Regions from separate parts of the Mus musculus genome. Here region 2 is linked to region 1. The links are chromatin contacts, called in public promoter capture Hi-C maps. All regions are on one chromosome and are shown on one strand. The core of a region is the stretch at or near the end of the contact, and the rest is flanking DNA. Distances in the headings are between cores, read along the strand shown.

Region 1 (5,976 bases), core at 1,055-3,554:
AGTAAGATAAAGGGAGGTCTATTTCTGCCATCCTGAGCACCCAGCTAGAAGCAGATTCCAGGGACTCACCCAGCAGACTCACTAGCTAGTGCATGCAAAATCTGATTTTTCCCCTCCCAACAACTTAATTCCCAGCAATAACAACTCTGAGACTGATTAATAAATTAGCAAATGCTTAAGCCATAAGCTTCAGCATATTCTCTCACTTGCTCTTAACTTATTATCCCTTCTATTCTAACCTGGGTCCAGCTATGTGGCTGGCTTCCTCTCCTCATCTTCTTACACTGGTTCCTCAGTGTTCCAGGGTGAAATTCCTATATTACCTACTATTTCCCAGAATCCTCTCTGTCTCTGACAGATGTCCAACCCCCTATTTCCTGCCTCAGCTCATTGGCCATCGGCTTCTTTATTGACAGGTGATGCTTATGAGAGAATCTCTCTATAGCTGATCTGGAAGAAGATGTAAAGTTGCTTCTATTTCACCAAGGAAGACACAATGGGCAACAGCAGCTCTCCACTCTGAGTCACAGAACCCCACATGGGGATTCTTCATCTCAGTTAAATACTGATGCCATTGAGGACATCCCCAACAAGGGATGCTCAGCTCGGGAGCCTCAGCTGCTTTTCCTGTTGCTGTGACAAGAACAACTTAAGGGGGAAGAAGTCTGATTCATGGCTCTAGAGTGTGATCCATTATCATGAGTCTAGGTAAGCAGCCTTTGAGGCAGGGGTGCATTCATATTGCATTCCTAGTGGTGAAACATGTTTGTGAGGATGAATGTTTACATTCAACCGATTTTCTCTTTTTATCCAGGTTAGAGCCCTAATCTATGGAACGGTGCTACCCAGTGAATGCCGGGTGAGTTTTCCCTACTTCAACAAGCCTAATCTAGGTGGACCAGATGATCCAGCAGGGGCCTGACCAGAGGCATGTCTCCTAGGTGATTCTAGATCCTGTAGGTTGACAGTATAACCCATAACACCAACCTTAGACCCAAGAGAAGAGGCTGAAGGTGGACAGGGTGAGTCCAGATGATGCAGCAGTGTCTCAGGGATGGTAAGGGCAGCTTGCCGAATCACTGGCATCTTGTTAAGACAAGGTGTAGGCTTAGAAAACCCACGGTAGATGGCTTGAAAATGAGTGAACCAGCTCTCTAGAGATCTGTGTAGAATCAACACAGCAACAAGAAAACCAAAACACATACTATGAGAAGGAAAAAAAAAGATTCAGAAGTGAAGAATAATAGCTATCATATAGGTGTCAGCTCTAATTAAGCATCCTCTATATACTGCCTACTTACAGGTAGAAGCTTAAAAATCAACCAGGAGGGTGAGCTGGACTGTTGCAGGCTGCAGAGTTGAGAGAGACAGCCACTTGGAGACCAGGAAGGAAATGAAGGGCTAAAGGCAAGTCTATCATATTTTGTTTCACCTTTCCAGGCTGAGATGACATTACTCTTCTGGCTGCATGGATGGACCACCTATATTCTTTCATGCCTTCCTATTTTAAAGTGTGTTCTCAAACAGAAATAATGGCATTTAATTAAAAAAAAAAAACAGGTCAGGCAGTGGTGGTGCACACCTTTAATCTCAGCACTTGGAAGGCAGAGGCAGGTGGATTTCTGAGTTGGAGCCCAGCCTGGTCTACACAGAGAAACCCTGTCTCAAACAAAACAAAACAAAACAAAACAAAACAAAACAAAACAAAACAAAACAAAACAAAACAAACAAAGAAACCCAAAGACCTATACTTTGGTTTCTCTAAATGAGAATTATGAGGCCCTAAGACATAGGTGACACAGTGGGGGCTGGGCAGGGGCTGGCCCCGTTAAACTCAGCTGGGTCGCAGATCTCTTTTCCATCTCTGGGCTTCTTCAGCTTAATCTCCCCCTGCCTGAGATTCAAAGCCCTTCTACCCTGGAGCTCCGGTTCAGAGGATGTAGGCAGCAGCTCTCTACCTTGGCTCTACCAGGGTGTCAGTGCAGGCAACAACAAATCGTCAGCACATTTCTGACTTAGGCTCCTGTGCATGCAGTGTGACCGCTACAGGACTGTGCACTTGGGGCCAGAGAGGAAACACTCAGGTGGGCGTGCCAGCACAGGAAGGCGATTTGTCGGCTCGTCTCTACGCTGAAAAGCCCAGTCTGAAGGAAGCCACTGGGACACAACTCAGGACGAGTGTGCTTCGGTGCTGAGCCAGCAGCTGGGTTAGTGACTGGATTGAGAATGGCACTGGAGTGATGGAGATACTAAAGAGGTCTTCCCTTTTGACTCCACCTCTCCCAGGACTCTGCAGGCTCCAGATGGCTGGGTGCCAAAGCGATCACTCTCCCTGGGTCCTAGCTAAGATGTTTGGGAACCAGCTGCAAGCCACATAGATCATTTTCTTTGAATAGAGAGCAATTGCACAGCGCCTGGAGTTGCTATCTTCTCCTCCCATGTCAGCCAGGCTGGCTTGTCTGTCACAGAGCTGTTTGAGCTCAGAGTTCTCTCTTCACCAGCAGCCCTGATATAAGGAGGGAGGAGCAGAGAAGCCATGTTTGTGGAGCAGAAGTGTAGCCCCCAATTAGGCCAGGCAATCAGAAGCCTTAATGGAGAAGCACCTGTCAAAACACAGTAGGGTGTCTGCTAACCTCTGACGCTGCTGCTGCTGCTGCTGCGCTGCTTGCGCACTGTGAGCAGAAACCATAAGGTGATAGAGAGACAGGTATGGATGAGTCTGTTTCTTATGCTTCCTTGCCTCTGAAGAGTTTGACAACACTGTCAAGCCTTCTCTGGAAAGGGAGCTCTGGAGGATATAGCTGCATTCCTTCTTGAGGAAATATCCAGAGCTACTTAGTCAAAAAATGATGACGATGATGATGATGATGACAACGACGAGGACTACAATGACAACGATGGTGATGATAATGATAATAATCATGTCAAAAATTGGGCTGTGTATTTAATGCAGGAATTCAAAGCACAGAGGTTTCACAGAGGAGAAGGGGGTAAAACACACACACACATACACACGCACACACACACACACACACACACACAAACCCATTACTCAGGGAGGAGCCGAAGGCAGCAAATGACAGCTTCCCCAACCCAGTCTTCCAATGGACAAGAGGGAGGAGGAGAAATCTGTTCCTCTGAGCCTTCTCCCAGCTGCAGAAACTGCAATCTCATCTCTTTTGTGCTGGACTGCAGTCAGAAGAAGAAAAACCCTTAGTGCTTGCCTGCAGGGATCTAGAGAGCCAAGGACTGTCTTGTGGGAACATTTCACACAGCTTCATTTTGTTGCCTTTAGCAGAATGGTAGTGTCTGGCAAGAATTCCCACCAAAGCCCTTAAGGGTGGCGTGGCCGGGAGCCATGCTTCGCTGATGAGTGATATCTGTCTTAGCTGTGGAAGGGAAAGACAAGCCTCTGTACACCCAGAGTTTCATTTCTCTTTGTCTTTCCTATTTAGTTACATGGTTGCCCTTTCCACCCGCAGGAACACCCCCATTGGAATCTGAGCCTGTTAACCTGTGCTTCTTGGAAGGTTTTAGATTAAAGGTGTGGCAAAGCAGCAATTATACATTTTCTAGATCCTGTGGAACTGGATGAGTTTACCGTTCAAGTGGCAAGGAAATCCCCCACACTCTGTCCCCGACCTGCCTCAGTTACCAGAATGCCTCCAAAACTCCAGCCAGAAAGAACAGACTCCTTTATTTTTAGGTTCAGCCTCCCCAAGTTAAGCAATCAAAAACTTGCAATCCTATGGCCCAAATAAAGATCTCAGTGACTAAGTCTTGCCTTGAGAGCCTGACGCAAACATCTCTGAGTAGGCACCCAGCTTCCCAGTGGGTCCCCCAGCAGTGGCGCCAGATGCGCAGGGATGAGTAAGGGAGAGTGTCTGGAAGCAGAGCCCAGCTACCAAAGTCTTAGTGCCCGTGGGAGGAAAGGCGAGCCCAGAAACGATGACTCAGGCTTGGAATCCAGATAAAGAACTGAGTGCAAGAACGGGAGAGGCGGTGTAGAAGAGGAGAAGGCACAGAGGCGAGGAAGGACTGAAACCTTGGGAGATTGAAATACCCTTTGTCTTTAGAGGCCACAGTGGATTGGATAACATCACCCCAGACACGCCCACGGTCTCATCTCTGGTCCCCATACCTGACAAAAGTGACTTTGAAACGTGATAAATAGACGTCAGATGGTGAAAATGTACTGTATTAGCTGACTGAGCTCAGAGTCATCACAAGAGAAGCGGAACGGTCACAGTGAAGGTAGTGTGATTTTGAATGCAGAGATCCCAGAGCTACAAAGTAACACTTGTAGACAGCACCTAGAAGCTGGGGAAATATGAACAACTTATCCCCTAAAGCCGTCCCCCACCCGGGGACCCGTTTGAGACGTCTGACCTCCAGAATGGTACGAGAATAAACTCCTGAAGCTGTATGTCATGAAGTCTGTGGAAGCTGAGGAACACTTGTCCCTTGGCTTACCTCAGAAGTACAGGCTGTCCACATAGTTTGGTTCCCATGAATACCTGGTCTTAGAAATGGGTAGTCACATGGTACTTAGAATGTGCCTTAGTTACCCATTTCCATGACCTCAGCAGGCTTTTCCTCAGAGCAAATTTTATTCAGATTAAAGGAATCCCAGGTACAAGGAAGTCACTGCAAATCTCTATACACGAGACTACAAGCTCAGCACCCAAGAACTCCTGCTGTCCTGGGCTCAAAGTATCTTTAAGATGGAGACTTCCTGAATGTTATTCGACGCGTTCTCACGACCGGCCAGGAAGAACACAACAACCAGAATCTTCTACGGCAAAGCTTTATTGCTTACATCTTATGGGGCCAGAGTGTAAGAAGCAAGAGAGAGCGAAGCAAGAGAGAGAGAAAACGAAACCCCCTTCCCTCTTTAAAGAGAACAACAATTGCCTAGGACGCATCACTCCCTGATTGGCTGCAGCCCATGGCCGAGCTGACGTTCACGGGAAAAACAGAGTACAAGTAGTCGTAAATACCCTTGGCTCATGCGCAGATTATTTGTTTACCAACTTAGAACACAGGATGTCAGCGCCATCTTGTGACGGCGAATGTGGGGGCGGCTTCCCACAGTTCCCCCTTTTCTATTAATAAGAGCAAATAGGCCACCCATATTAATGAGAGTGGAGATAGAGGTCAAATCCCCAGTGTGTAGGTAAAGGAGCCATGTACAGGATTAGCTCTTAGGCTCACAGGCTTTTACCCAGAGCAACCCTGACCTGCTCCCGTGTCGTTTTGCCTGGGGGAAGGGAACTAGGACACTGAACCTTCTTGAAAGATGACATGTCTCCCTAGAATAGGCTCATATGTGCCGCAGAGCCCTTCTACTGCAGTGCTTAGCCTTGCAACTCTCTCGGGCTGCTGAAGCACACTCACTCTATCTCGTGCAATGAGTCTAGCCTCGTGAGATATAAGAGCTGAGTGGCCAGCGACCTATTGCCTAAGCATAGATAACCATATATCAGGGGAAGCTCCATGTTCTAGTCCTGCAAGCGCCTGGGCAATAACCACCTTGTCTCTCCTAGTTTGGGCCTTAAGCTTACAGACCAATCAAAGAAGCAACACTAATCCACAGCAAAGTGTATCTCCAAATAATATTAATCCCACCCAATTTTTTAAAGAAAGAAAATGCTGAGGAGATCCAATTGGGTAATCCTTTGGTCAGAGACAGGTCCAAGCGCGTGGAGTTGACCTGAAGTCTCAATTCTCGAAGGATCTGTTCAAATTCAGCCATCCAATTCTGTAACATATACTGAAAAAGACTTTTTGACAAATTAGCTGTCCTAGTAAATTTAACATACTGAATGGAAATAACACACAATCCCGGAAACTTTTGTTCACATCCCTGCTGAGTTATTTGTCATAATACATCCAGTTGTTTCTGGACAAGATCTATGAGTTGATTAACCAGCATGAGACCTCTCTGTATCTTGACATTAGCTGAGGCCTGTTCAT
Region 2 (5,976 bases), core at 2,344-4,843, 440 kb before region 1:
CCCTCCTCAGCAGCATCCACCCCTCATTATCATCATCATCCATCCATTCTCCTTAGCAGCATCCAACCCTCCTCAGCAGCACCCATCCCTCCTCAGCAGCATCCATCTCTCCTCAGTATCATCCATCCCTCCTCAGCAGCACCCATCCCTCCTCAGCAGCATCCATCTCTCCTCAGCAGCACCCATTCCTCATCATCATCCATCCCTCCTCAGCAGCATCCATCCACATCATCATCATCCATCCATCTTCCTTAGCATCATCCATCTCCTCAGTATCATCCATCCCTCCTCAGTATCATCCATCCCTCCTCAGCAGCACCCATCCCTCATCATCATCCATCCATCCCTCATCATCATCCATCCATCACTCCTCAGCAGCATCCATCTCTCCTCAGCAGCACCCATCCCTCATCATCATCCATCCATCCCTCCTCAGCAGCATCCATCCCTCCTCAGCAGCATCCATCACTCCTCAGCAGCATCCATCTCTCCTCAGTATCATCCATCCCTCCTCAGCAGCATCCATCTCTCCTCAGCAGCACCATCCCTCATCATCATCCATCCATCCCTCCTCAGCAGCATCCATCCCTCCTCAGCAGCATCCATCCCTCCTCAGCAGCATCCATCACTCCTCAGCAGCACCCATCTCTCCTCAGTATCATCCATCCCTCTTCAGCATCATCCATCCCTCCTCAGCAGCATCCATCTCTCCTCAGCAGCACCCATCCCTCATCATCATCCACCCATCCCTCCTCAGCAGCATCCATCCCTCCTCAGCAGCACCCATTCCTCCTCAGCAGCACCCATTCCTCATCATCATCCATCCATCCTCCTCAGCAGCATCCATCCCTCCTCAGCAGCACCCATTCCTCATCATCATCCATCTATCCTCCTCAGCAGCATCCATCCCTCCTCAGCAGCATCCATCCCTCCTCAGCAGCATCCATCCCTCCTCAGCTGCATCCATCCCTCCTCAGCAGCATCCATCCCTCCTCAGTTGCATCCATCCCTCCTCAGCTGCATCTATCCCTCCTCAGCAGCACCCATCCCTCCTCAGCAGCATTCCTCCTCAGCTGCATCTATCCCTCCTCAGCAGCATCCATCCCTCCTCAGCAGCATTCCTCCTCAGCAGTGGGTTATCGAGTGGCGTATCAATAAGGAGATTCTACAATGAACAGGAATTTATTGACTTGGATGAGGGAAGTAGGAAACATCAATAGAGTGCAAAAACCATTACTTTTGTTCACAGAATTTTAAAACTTGGGTTTCAGTAAGACATCATGGTAGAGATGTCCTAAGGCAACGACTCTAAAAGGATTGTGATCCGTATTAAAATACAGGGACCATGCAGCATTGGCACTCAGTGGGGTCTGGAGATGAAATGAGAGATCTGGGTTACATAGAATACATAAGCCATGAGGCTATGACAGACAGAATTATGGGCATAGAGGACAGAATCTGGGGAAAGGCTGTGTTGTGCTAAGCTTTATTTATTTATTTATTTATTTATTTATTTACTTACTTATTTATTTATTTAGTAGCTGCAAATGCAGACAGTTAAAGAATGCATCTACAATAAAAACATTACAAGGATATATTCTACTTGATTTATAATGGCAAATTATTTTAGAAATCTCTCGACAGGGGGTTAAGGAGAAATTATGTCTTATGCAGACTTCCATTTTAGGAAGACGCTATAATTTCTAATTGCTCGGTGCCTGGACTTACAGGAAAATGTGTTTTTACATCTGTTTGGATACACTCCAAGGGCAAACCAAACACAAAGGATCTTGTTGCTGTTGTGACAGGAGGTTTGAAAGGACGAGCTGGAAGTCCCCTTTACCCTCAAGAGAGAATGAAATGAAACCGGAAGTGATGGTAAACTGGGCTTAGAAGGAGTGGGTTTAGAGGAGTGGGTGTGGTCCTCTGTCTCTTGAAGGAGACAATGTTTTAAAGCTGCAGAAAGGAAGTAGACTCTCAGCTCAGTGTTACACTAGTAAGATTTTGCTTTCTTTTCAGAAAAAAAAAAAAGTACAGGTAGGCAGCAGAAGAGGCTGTTGTTGTTAGGTATATTCTCACCATGCTAACTCTGGCCGACCTGGAACTTGTATATAGAGCAAACTCTCAATCACAGATCTCTACCCACTTCTTACCTCCAGAGTGATTGGAGTGAAAGCATTCACCTCTGAGCCTGATGGATGACATAGTTATTTTTAAATGTTATTTATTTATTTTACCTTTGAAACAAAGTCTCTAGCCTGACTGACCTGGAATTTACTTTGTAGGCAAGGATAACCCTGCACTTGTGGTCCTGCCTCAGCTTCCCAAGTTCTGGAACTAGAGGCTTAAGACACCATGCCTGCTCTATGTGAGGATCCTGGCTTATGGGGGGGATCTAAGCCAACGGCTTTCTGTGCATCCTGGCAGGCATCCCTACCAGTTAAGCCACATTCCCAGACCTTAAGCAACATATTTTAACAGATTGAAGCCCTTGACCATTTTTAGATCTTCCTAATCTTTTCCATGCCATTGAATTAAAAAAAAAAAAAAAACCAACCAAACAAACAAAAATTGAGTTTTTTGTAGGACACAAACTGTACACTACCTCAAGTCCATCCTGGTCCCACAATTTCAGTGGTTTGGCTGGCTAAGCTCATCTAGTCCACGTGATCTGCAAAGTGGGAAACAATATTCAGGGCTCTGGCATGCCCTGCTCAGGTATTAATATAAGAATATTTTTGCTATCGCTTCTCAGCCTTTTGGAGAAGATCAAGTGAAGAATATTCTTGCTTTGTTGCTATTATGAGGGCTAGTTGTTTGGGTTTTTGTTTTGAGGCAGGGTCTCATGTAGTTTTGAACTTGCTATGTAGCAGGGGATGAATTTGAATGCCTGCCTCCGCCTCCCAAGGGCTGGGATTACAGGCCTGCACCATCAAGCTGGGTTCAGTTTATTAATTTTTTTTTCGTGACACATTTCCTTTTGTGTACATGTTTGTGTGTGTGTGTATGTCAAAGTCAGAGGGCAACTTGTTTGAGTTGGTTCTCTCTTTTAATCATGTAGGTCTTGGGGATAGAACTCAGCTTGCCAGGCTCTGGGCCATCTTGGGAACCCTCATTCCTTTCTATTAATTGTTAAAGAGAAGATAAATAAGGCGATCCATTTCAAGACCACTCCTCCCTCTCTTCCACCCCTCCAGTAGCCTTGTGGGCTTTCCTGCGGACTCATGAAACATGCAGTTTGCTGTTGGGGCATCAGCAGTACCACGGATCTCTAACTTCAGTAGCCAGGCACTGTGACACAAGCCGCAGCACCAGCGTCACGAAGCTCAGTAGGCAGCCCAGGCCCATGGTCCAGCAACAGCACGCAGGCAGCCCAGGAGAACACATGGCAGGGGCCTGGGGGTAAGCCGCCGCTCAGCAACACCCACCTTAGACCAGGCCCACCCTCCCTAGCCTCAGGCTCCGCCCCCTCCTCGGCCCGGCCCCGCCCACTGAGCGGTGGGGGACGCACAGCACCTCCTGTCCTCCCCGCCTCCTGCCGCGGACCGGAAGTCCGGGCTTCCCACAGTACCCCGCGCGCGGCGGGCATGATAACAAGCCCCCGGAGTTCCCACGCTGGTAGTGTGGCAGTCCATAGGCACCGTATTGCGTGAGACGAACCGGACGGCGCCGGGCCATCATTCGTCGGCCCGAGCGATGGCGCTGTTCCGGGGAATGTGGAGCGTGCTAAAAGCACTGGGGCGCACGGGGGTCGAGATGTGCGCGGGCTGCGGGGGTCGCATCCCCTCGTCTATCAGGTAGGCCGCGGGCGAGGGACGCCGTTCGTTCAGGCGTCCGTCTGCCCTCGTCCCACCCTCGTCCTCCGGGCCGCCTGGGGTCTCGCGCCTTTTGGTACCCGACCCCACTTCCTGTCACCTTCTACCTTTCGGCGCCTAGGGCGCTCTCCTTCTGCCTTGGAGGCGGGCCCTGAAGTTGTGGCGCGGAACGCTCGCCCGGACGCTGCCAGGAGGTCACCCAGGATGCCACGACTTGTTTTAGCCCTGCAGGCCCCTCTTTGGTTTGGCTAGGTCACCCATGATGCTAGGACTTGCTTCACCCCTCTTTGGTTTGGCTAGGTCACCCAAACCTGCCCTGTTTGCAAGCCTCAGCCCTGCAACCTCTTTTATTTTTTTGCTTAGGGTAGGTTGTTAAAGTAAGTCGGTTATGGAGCTTATACAGCTGAAGCCCCTTGCGTTTAATTGAATTCTTAGCACAGCAGAGGGAAGGGAAATGCACTCAAAGGTTATTACGATTATATATTTTTTTGGTTGATTGGTTGACTTTTTTTTTTTTTTTAATTTAAAAGATTGGGTCTCTCTGCATAGCCCTGGCTGTCCTAGAACTCCTTTTGTAGACTAGGCTGTCATTGACTTAACAGAGATCCACCTGCTCTGCCACTAGAATGTTGGGATTAAAGGCCTGTGCCACAACTGCTGGGCTAGTTATTAGCATTTTAGGTGGAGGTGTTGGATGTACAGCACCTTGGCTGACTTTGTACTTAGAATCTGAGATCTGTGTATGACTGTTACACGTATCTGACATTCCGTTCTTTTTACTTGTGTGTAGTCTTGTCTGTATTCCGAAGTGTTTTTCCAGCATGGGTAGCTATCCAAAGAAACCTATGAGTTCATACCTTCGATTTTCCACAGAACAGCTACCCAAATTTAAAGCTAAACACCCAGGTAAGGAGTTTGGGGCTTATGATCTTCTCTGATATGATTTTTTTTTTAATTGCAATCTTTGATTTGCATTACCAGAGCATCTAGTACAGTCATTTTCTTTGGTAGTCTGTATAAGTTTTTTTTTAACTAATAGAAGTTCTTTAAATATAAATGAGAAAAATAGTTTTAAAATAAGATGTAGAGGGCAGGAGAGATGGCTCAGTGGATAAGAGCACTGACTCTTCCAGAGGTCCTGAGTTCAGTTCCCAGCAACCACATGGTGGCTCACAACCATCTGTAATGGGATCCTATGCCCTCTTCTGGTGTGTCTGGAGACGGCCACTGTGTACTCATATACATAAAATGAGTAAATCTTAAAAAAAAAAACCAAAAAAACCAAAAAACCAAAAGCATGTAGAGTGAAGAGCACTGTAGAGAAAAGAGATAAAGTTGAGGCCTAGTTGTCCTGGGCAGTTGCTTGTTTGTAATGTCTAAGGTGCAATAAAATAACTTATCGGGAAGTGTTCTATATAATACAATAATGGTCTGTATAAATCATTAACTTAACTGGAAATTATCTAAGCTCCTGAAGGTGGGAAAAAGATCTACAACTAGAAAAGTTTTCCAGGAAGCCTAAGAAAGGGTTGTAGGGCCTTCATTTGATTATACGGTGTAAAGGTAGTAGCTGATTAATAAGTCAGTCCTTAGGATTTCCAAAGTTCTTTTACTTCCAGTACCTCGAAGGATGCTAGTGGAAATCAGACTGAAATTCTTACCTTGTAGATAGGAGATGAAGAGACATGCTTATAGGAATTCCCCTGTCTTCTCAAATGGAAGACTTGGCACTAACACATGGTTGATGAAGCAGCTGTATCCTCAGTTAAGAATGAGGGAGAAATGGAGATGGGTGGATTATTTTTTACAGCAGTGTTATATCTGAATGGTACTTCTGTAATTGGAGTGCGAAGTGCTATTGTGTGAGCAGCACATGTTTGTGGTTTGTTTGGGTTTTACTAACAGTAAAGACATGACAGAATATTTGAATTAAAATGCAGACATCCTGAACTTGAAGCAGGTGCTTCCCCAAGTGCTTATTTTACTCTAGCAGTGGGTTTCCAAGGACTGGTTTTGGTAATCTACAACATACTCCTTAAAGCTAATATCAGTTTTCTAGCATTTCCTGATAAAATTATATTTGTATGGTGTAGAGATGCATGTAATTAGTCTGCCTTTAGAGCCACTAGGCTATTTTCAAAAGGTTGTAGAAGTTAACCTC

Evidence for each region. Promoter capture Hi-C pulls out the DNA fragments that hold promoters and counts their contacts.
Region 2: a promoter capture Hi-C map of 3T3-L1-derived adipocytes shows a contact between it and region 1, with 4 times the contacts expected there. The contact joins the promoter of Tfam here to the enhancer-like site in region 1. A contact is called at or near these places in 3 of 39 promoter capture datasets (the 3T3-L1 cell line, 3T3-L1-derived adipocytes and hippocampal neurons), 15 of 484 Hi-C or Micro-C datasets (the NIH/3T3 cell line, the STO cell line, adipose-derived mesenchymal stem cells and 9 more) and 2 of 115 datasets of contacts at active chromatin or transcription factors (extraembryonic endoderm stem cells and fibro-adipogenic progenitors).

The regions. Positions count from the first base shown.
Region 1 is chr10:70,797,304-70,803,279 of GRCm38.p6, reverse strand. No RefSeq gene overlaps it. Among named protein-coding and RNA genes, the nearest start is that of Gm40689, 30 kb to the left of the region's middle. Within about 2 kb of position 2,304, at least 91 of the 459 cell types and tissues checked have an H3K27ac peak or open chromatin away from gene starts, as enhancers often do. A contact at or near this core is called in 3T3-L1-derived adipocytes, the NIH/3T3 cell line, the STO cell line and 5 more, where this site is marked.
Region 2 is chr10:71,235,661-71,241,636 of GRCm38.p6, reverse strand. Tfam (transcription factor A, mitochondrial) reads left to right here and starts at 3,593. Exons shown (of 7, transcript NM_009360.4): 1 at 3,593-3,797; 2 at 4,606-4,721. The coding sequence starts at 3,697.